2 separate regions of the Oryctolagus cuniculus genome follow, and region 1 is linked to region 2. The links are chromatin contacts, called in public Micro-C maps. All regions are on one chromosome and are shown on one strand. The core of a region is the stretch at or near the end of the contact, and the rest is flanking DNA. Distances in the headings are between cores, read along the strand shown. Region 1 has its middle 98 kb from the start of CD44. Region 2 overlaps SLC1A2 (solute carrier family 1 member 2).

Region 1 (3,646 bases), core at 42-2,541, 150 kb after region 2:
CTAATCCTCCACCTGTGGCTCCGGCACACCAGGTTCTAGTCCCAGTTCGGGCGCCGGATTCAGTCCCGGTTGCCCCTCTTCCAGGCCAGTCTCTGCTGTGGCCCGGGAGTGCAGTGGAGGATGGCCCATTTGGGCCCTGCACCTGCATGGGAGACTAGGAGAAGCACCTGGCTCCTGGCTTCAGATCAGTGTGGTGCGCCCGCCACAGTGGCCATTGGGGGGTGAAGCAATGGAAAAGGAAGACCTTTCTCTCTGTCTCTCTCTCTCTCACTGTCTAACTCTGCCTGTCAAAAAAAAAAAAAAAAAAAAAGGCGGGGGGGGGGGGGGGAAGCGGAGCATGTCCTGGCTCTGGCTCTGGCTCTGGCTCTGCCACTTGCTGGTGGCAAAGTTTGTGCTTTGGTATCCCCACGTGTGGGATGAAGATAAGTTGGTTCCTCATCCCACAAGGGTCTTCTGAGTCCCATTTCAGTCTGCTTACTTTACCATGTACTTATACTGTGGGCCATGCCAGGCACCATTCTAACACCATTCAAATAGCAACAGGCTTAATACTTATAAGTCTGCAAGCTGTGTTCTACCATCTATTGAGCTACAGAAAGGTTAAAGAACTCTATTGATTTAATACATACAGAATGTCAAAGACAGCACCTGGTAGACAGCAAATGACAGACGACAGCAATCATCAATCAACAGTCTCCTGGATGTCACTGTTGTAACAGCTGTAATTGTCTGTGTCCCTTAGACAAGGAAGTGTAGCAGAGAATATGGCAGAATGTCCAGCATATAGTAGTTACTCAGTAAATGATGAGACTGCAACTTCTTCACATTTCCTTCTCACCAAGATTTGTGAATCCCTTTCAAAACACACTGTGTTGATTAAAAAGAAAATGTGGACCATCATCTGGGCCCTCTTTTGTCCCACCTGGGCAACCTAGTCCCACTCGCACTACACACTCAGTCTGTAGTGCAATAATACCCGCTTTCACTCTCTTTTTTCTCATTTTACCTTGAGAATTCAAAGACTCAAGTCAGCCAGCAGCACTCAATCTCCATGTAGACCACGGGATTTCTCAAGCGTCCACTAGGGGGCGCATTATCAACAGGTCAGAGAAGATCAATCTCATGACTTGAAAAAAGCAGAGAAAACATCCATCTCTGCAAACGACCGGAACCTACATGAGGAAAGTCCTGCTGATCTCCTTACATTGCCAGATGAACATATAGAACTTTGTTGTTTAGTTTTTACACACCGTTCTAAACCTTGCCCTAGGGGAAAGTGATCTACAGCAGGGAGTTCTTGCCTATTGAGAGAGGATCCCATATGATGGCTACCCTGGGGGAAAGCCTACTCTGCAACCCAGGCCAGACTCTGTACTTCTGAGCTGCAGTGCCCTGAGACCCAGTAAAAGTGTCTTCAGAGGGTGGAAGAGAAGAGAGGCCAGCTGTGTGCAATCCATCCTGGCCTGGAAGAATTACAAGAGAGAAGCCACTCTTCCTGCGAGCCTCGAGGGTCATTTTCTAGCTCTCCCGCTTTATATGTCTGCTGCTCTGTGCATGGACAGTCCTTACTAAAGAGCTGCTGACTTGACTTCTCTCCAAACATGTGTTGAAGCTTCCCTCTTCTTTGTTTTCTTTCCTCTGTTTTTACGCTTCTGACAGCTTTTCCTGGCATTTCTTTCTTTAGTCCTTAATGAGATTTCAAGAATTCTGGGAGGAGGGGCGATCAAAAAGTGAAACTCTAAGAACTCCAGTATCCCCATTGCCACTGTGACTTGCCTAAGGCCTGTACCTGCTGCAACCTTCTCTCTGCACATCCGTGTGGTTGAGCTTCCCAGGTGTCTCCAGAGCTGGGCTTCTAGATTGCAACCCCTCTTCCTCCCTCCCCCCCCTTCTCAGAGCCTCCCTGAAGCTTGGCTTTGGGAGTGCCTCTGTGTGGAGAGATCCTGGCAATAATAATCCTGAAAATTCCACCCTTCCCCAGAAAACGGTAGGGAAGATCTCTTTTCCATTCCGGTGGTTATTTGGACATCTCTGGGTGGGAAGAGAATAGTTTTTTTAAGAACCAGTTCTTAGGGGAGTTTGGGAGAACTGAAGAAATTCCTAAAACACCTCTGGCTTCCCCCAAATCAAGCTTCATGTTCTATCTGGGTGCCTACAATATATGGAGACAAGAAAAGGGTTGGACATAGCAGGAATGAGGGAGGGAAACCTCTATATGCTGACAGTATTTCATAGTTTTACATATATTATTTCATTTAATTCCCTCACAGTCTTTCTGGTAGAAATTATTCCTATGTTACAGAAGAGGGAACTGAAATGCTTTAATAACTTATGTAAGATTATATGTAAGTCAGTGTCAGGAGTTGGTTTTGAACTGAGAATCTTTGTGGAAAGACCACCATTTTTTTAAAGATTTTATTTATTTATTTGAGAGTTAGAGTTATAGACAGTGAGAGGAAGAGACAGAGAGAGAGAGAGATCTTCCCTCCGTTGGTTCACTCCCCAAATGGCTGCAATGGCCGGCGCTGCGCTGATCTGGAGCCAGGAGCCAGGAGCTTCTTCCCGGTTTCTCATGTGGGTGCAGGGGCCCAAGGACCTGGGCCATCCTCCACTGCTTTACCAGGCCACAGCAGAGAGTTGGACTGGAAGAGGAGCAACCGGCACTAGAACCGGTGCCCATATGGGATGCCGGCGCCGCAGGTGGAAGATTAACCTACTGTGCCACAGTGCCAGCCCCGAGACCACCATTTTAAAACTCAACCTCTGCTACCTTCTCTGAGGTTCTTGCCATTCCTCTTTTAGGGCTGAAGAAGGAGGAAGTGGTTTGGCTGAGACTCGTGGAAAACAGCAGTCACCACATCATGAGGTAAGCAGTCTGGAAGGCTAAGATTGAGAGGGCGGATTATGGGGAGCCCTGACAGGCAAACTCCGGTGCTGCAGGCCAGATGTCGACACAGGCCAGGAGTGGAGCTTGAGGCAAGGGTGCCCAGCCAGACTTGCTTCTCCCTAGGGCATCGTGGCAAGCTTCATACTCACCCATGACCTGATGGTTCTCCTTCCACTAGACACAGCAACTATGAGGTTGTTTATGGTTTCCTAAATTAATTTCTTTGCAATATGATTTAATGGTGAGTGTATCTCCCCTTACTCATCCCAAACATTTCCAGTGGTTTCTAGAAGCCCTGTTTTGACCCCCATTCCTCCAACCTCCCCCCTGGCACAGGGAGCTCTGGAGTGCTGACCTGGTTTGCAGCATTCGGAAATGATCTCATAAATTTAGTTTACCAAGCTTCTGACAATTGGCAATGAAGAAAGTGAAGTCAGAGACTATAGACAGATTGAGGTTCCATTCCTGGTTCTGCCACTTTCAATTTGTGGGGTTTGGAGACCATAATTAATTTCTCTATATCCCCAAGTGTTTCACCTGTTAAAAATCGAGTAAGAGCTTCTTCCTCATCAGTTGTAGGGAAGATTCGAAGATGTGTCAACTCAGACCTCCTTCGATACTTGGCAGGTGGTAACTTCTGTGGGTACTGAGCTGGGAGATACAGATCCTGTATCAGGTATGCTTTGGAGACACAGGCCTTGCTCTCGAGAGGCTCACTGCGCAGTTCAGGAGACACGGTACGAGCTCCATCAATGACAC
Region 2 (3,458 bases), core at 83-2,582:
CAATTTAAATTCAGTGTATTAGTCACATCTCGAGGGCTTAGTAACTGCCTAACACAGCTGTAGCAAGTGCTTCTCAAACCACAAGTCATAATCGTTTGGTGGGAGGAGAAATCAATGTACTATAAAATAATGAAACTTTAAAAATGAAATGCAGGAGAATAGAAACTATTATATTACACTGCATAGAGAAAGGGTATGGGTTGCCTTCTGCAGTTGTGTCTGCTCATGTGTGACTGCTTGGGCACATGTGTTTGCATGTGTGCATACGTGTTTACATGGCTGTATACATGTGTGCTTGTGTATGCTTTGCACACGCATGTGCTGGCCTGTGTCTGTGTACTGGGTCACAATGAGAAACAGAAGACACATACTTCTTGTGGGTTGCAGTCAAACATGTTTAAAATTCACTGCTTTCCGTGCTAAAGTCAAGTAGAGTCTTTTGTTTGCTTTTGCCTGAACTTCTAAAACCAGCCAAACCAGTTACTAAGTGTCGTGCTGACCATGTGAAAACCACTTGTCAGAATTCCCAACTTTAATCTCTCCATTATCTCTGTACTGCGTTTTAAAGACTGCTCATATTACAGACAGCACACTGCAGCCGGGAGGGGTGAAATGCTGGATCCAGAGCCAGGTGCCTCCACAGTCCTTTTGGGAGGAGAATGAGGTGCTGTGTGAGTCCAGCCTGTAGCACAGTTCCTTTCTTCCCTGCTGGGCCCCTGCCCCTGTGCACGTGATGGGGAAACCGGGTCAGTTCACCCAGCGTTTACGTGTCATTATTTTTGCTCAGGAGCGTTTAGATATATGAAACACAAGTTACAGAGGATTGCTTTAATACATTTCAAATTCAGTAGACACCGGGGGAGAAAGAGGGTTCTTACTGATTTACTCCTTCAAATTATTTAAAGTCCAGTTTCTTAAAATAAATTCAGGATAGACCAAGCCAGTAATTGGATTCTGTTTCCTTCCTTTCCCGTGGGGTTGATACATAGAAAGAACATAGTCATTGGATTTCAGTACTTATCTTACCTCCACTTGAAGATTAGGCCATGTTTGCGAAGACTCAACTTCCTCATCTGTGAAATGGGACGAAAATGGTGACCTTCTAAGGTTGCACAGTAGTATAGATTAGTTGCAAGAATGCATGTTCAGAAGAATGTGTGTGAAAACGTTTAGATGTATGAATTTTGGGTATGAGTCGGTTTTCCTGTCATAGCTAATTTGAGTCCAGAAATGATGTACGTTTCCCCACTTCCTCCTCCTTCCAGAAGGGTGCAGTGTGAAGCCAAGACAGGCCGCTCAGCTCCTGAGTTGGCATGGCCCGATGATGAAGGAGTTTCAGGCTGTGTTTTTGAGACAGCTTTTCTCCACCCATTCCGGTCTCCCTCTCCCACACGCATGGCTTCTCTCAGGAATTCAACAGTCACGAAGACATGGCAGACATGTTTATTTCAAAACCCAAGTAGGCTTTTCAGGTGGTTACCATGGCAGCCAAACACTCGCCTGTCAGTTCTCCAGAAGTGAATTATTAATGAGCTTTGTCCAGGACCCAGTCAGTAAACACAGCCCTTGTTTTCAAGGGGAAGGTGACGTGGCTGTCACAGCAAGCTGGGGTCACCATGAGGGACAGCAGGGGGTGCTGTTGTGGGAAGGATCTGAAAGAGGCAGCCACTCACACAGGCTTCCTGGTTGCTAGCCAAAAACCCCGTTTTCCTGGTATTTGGGTTGCACAAAAGACCAGGCCCCTCTCTGTTTTCCAGAAGGAAGATGCTGAAACTGGCATTTTCTGTTTTTCCCCCCAGACCCGTGTTTTGATCATGCTTCCCACAGACTAAGGCAGCCGTCCCCAGCGACTGGTTGACCAGGCACAGGTTCGTACGCCAGTGCTGCAAGAGAAGGGGGAATGGCGCCCAAAACAAGACAGTCAGAAGGCATACCTTTGCAGCTTCCTGAGACGCAAATGCTTGCCCCTCTGTTTGATTTAGACATAGAAAGCACTGCAGGTCATGGAGAAGCTTCTCAGACAAGGTAATTCGAAGGCAATTTACATAACCTGTTAAGCCTCAGTTTCCACAAGTGTAAAATGGGTTTAATGATAGTCCTAAAATTTGTAGGGGTTGTGTGAGGATAAATGCATAGAAGGTGTATGGCAAAGTTCCTGGCATATGATGTTAGCTTTATGGTAGCAAAATGATCAATCCCTAGACTGTGGATGTGGATACTTCAAAATGTTTGTGAAAAATGGAATTAAAGGTAAGTTATATTTTGGTGCAAAGAATTTTTGAAACTCATGCATATGAGGGGACTTTCAAAAAGTTCATGGAAAATGCATATTATGAATATAAAATTTTTTATATCAAATTTGTCACTTAACTCTACTTCCATAAAATTTTTGAGTTCCCCTTGTATCTGTTCTTCCTTAACATTGAATCTTCCGAGAGCTGATATGACATTTAAAACATAACCTTTGAAAGCCCATGCTTCTTGTTCATTTTCAAAGCTCAGATGGGTTTCCTTTGGCCTTGTTTCAAAGGGAAATGCCTAAGTTATCAGGTTGACATCTTCTCTTTCGTGTTGAGTTCTGGTCTACACTGACATCTCTGAATTTTGTTGCAATGGGGTCTGAAGGTGTTCACATCTGAAGGTGTCCAGAAAATAAGTCTATTTTAAAAGGCATTCTTTTCTGTCCAACACAGTGAAAGGTTAAGATGGATCTTAGATTTAGGTATTCCATTGAATAGACAAACCTGGTGATGGAAAATTAATACGTCAGGGAAATGGGTAAAGCCCAGCAAAAATCAGATGAATGAATTCATTAACTTAATCTTCACTGATTGTTAGAGTCAAGTTTTACTCCTGGCTTTCTGTCCTCTCTGTTTAAATTCTTCTATCTCTGATGAAACAGATACGTACACAGAGCTCCAACAAGGGAAACTGTAGGCTCAGGATTTCAAGAAAGCATTACAGAACATTGACTGAAAGATTCTGAGTGTAGTCCGGGGTCTCAGAAATAAAACGAAGCTCTGTGTGTCTTTGAAAGAACACATCTAGGGAAATTCTGATCAGTAGAGCAGGCGGCTGACCTGCCGAGTTGGTGTTCTGAGTCTCAGGTCCTGAACAGGGTGTCTGGAGTGTTCTGGGAGGCCACCTTGCTGCCACCCGTGTCCCTCTGCAGGGCCTTCTGCTGGGGAGAATGGGAAGCAAGCGCTGCAAAACAGGGAGGCTTTAGAACAAGACAGGTAAGTTGTGTGACCTTGAAAAAACCGCCTACACTTTGGGAGCCTCTGCTCACTGGAAAGGAGGAAGATGCTGTTTGCCTTGCAAGGCTATGGTGAGGGTGAAGTGAGAAACCACCCGAGATGTGCTTGCCCTGGATTCTCAACTCTTACCTCCTTTAGGTGTCCCCAAAACCTGCCTCTCGCCCTAATTAATCAAGAAGACTGGAGGGCAGGGATGGTTTG

What was found. Hi-C and Micro-C count contacts between places; a contact is called where the count stands out from the background.
Region 1: a contact with region 2 is called in a Micro-C map of ear pinna, with 4 times the contacts expected there. The contact joins two enhancer-like sites. A contact is called at or near these places in 3 of 6 Hi-C or Micro-C datasets (ear pinna, embryonic fibroblasts and an unstated tissue).

What each region holds. Positions count from the first base shown.
Region 1 is chr1:30,755,885-30,759,530 of mOryCun1.1, forward strand. No RefSeq gene overlaps it. Among named protein-coding and RNA genes, the nearest start is that of CD44, 98 kb to the right of the region's middle. Within about 2 kb of position 1,292, at least 2 of the 8 cell types and tissues checked have an H3K27ac peak or open chromatin away from gene starts, as enhancers often do. A contact at or near this core is called in ear pinna, where this site is marked.
Region 2 is chr1:30,606,244-30,609,701 of mOryCun1.1, forward strand. All of the region lies in intron 1 of SLC1A2 (solute carrier family 1 member 2), which reads left to right. Among named protein-coding and RNA genes, the nearest start is that of SLC1A2, 28 kb to the left of the region's middle. Within about 2 kb of position 1,333, at least 2 of the 8 cell types and tissues checked have an H3K27ac peak or open chromatin away from gene starts, as enhancers often do. A contact at or near this core is called in ear pinna, where this site is marked.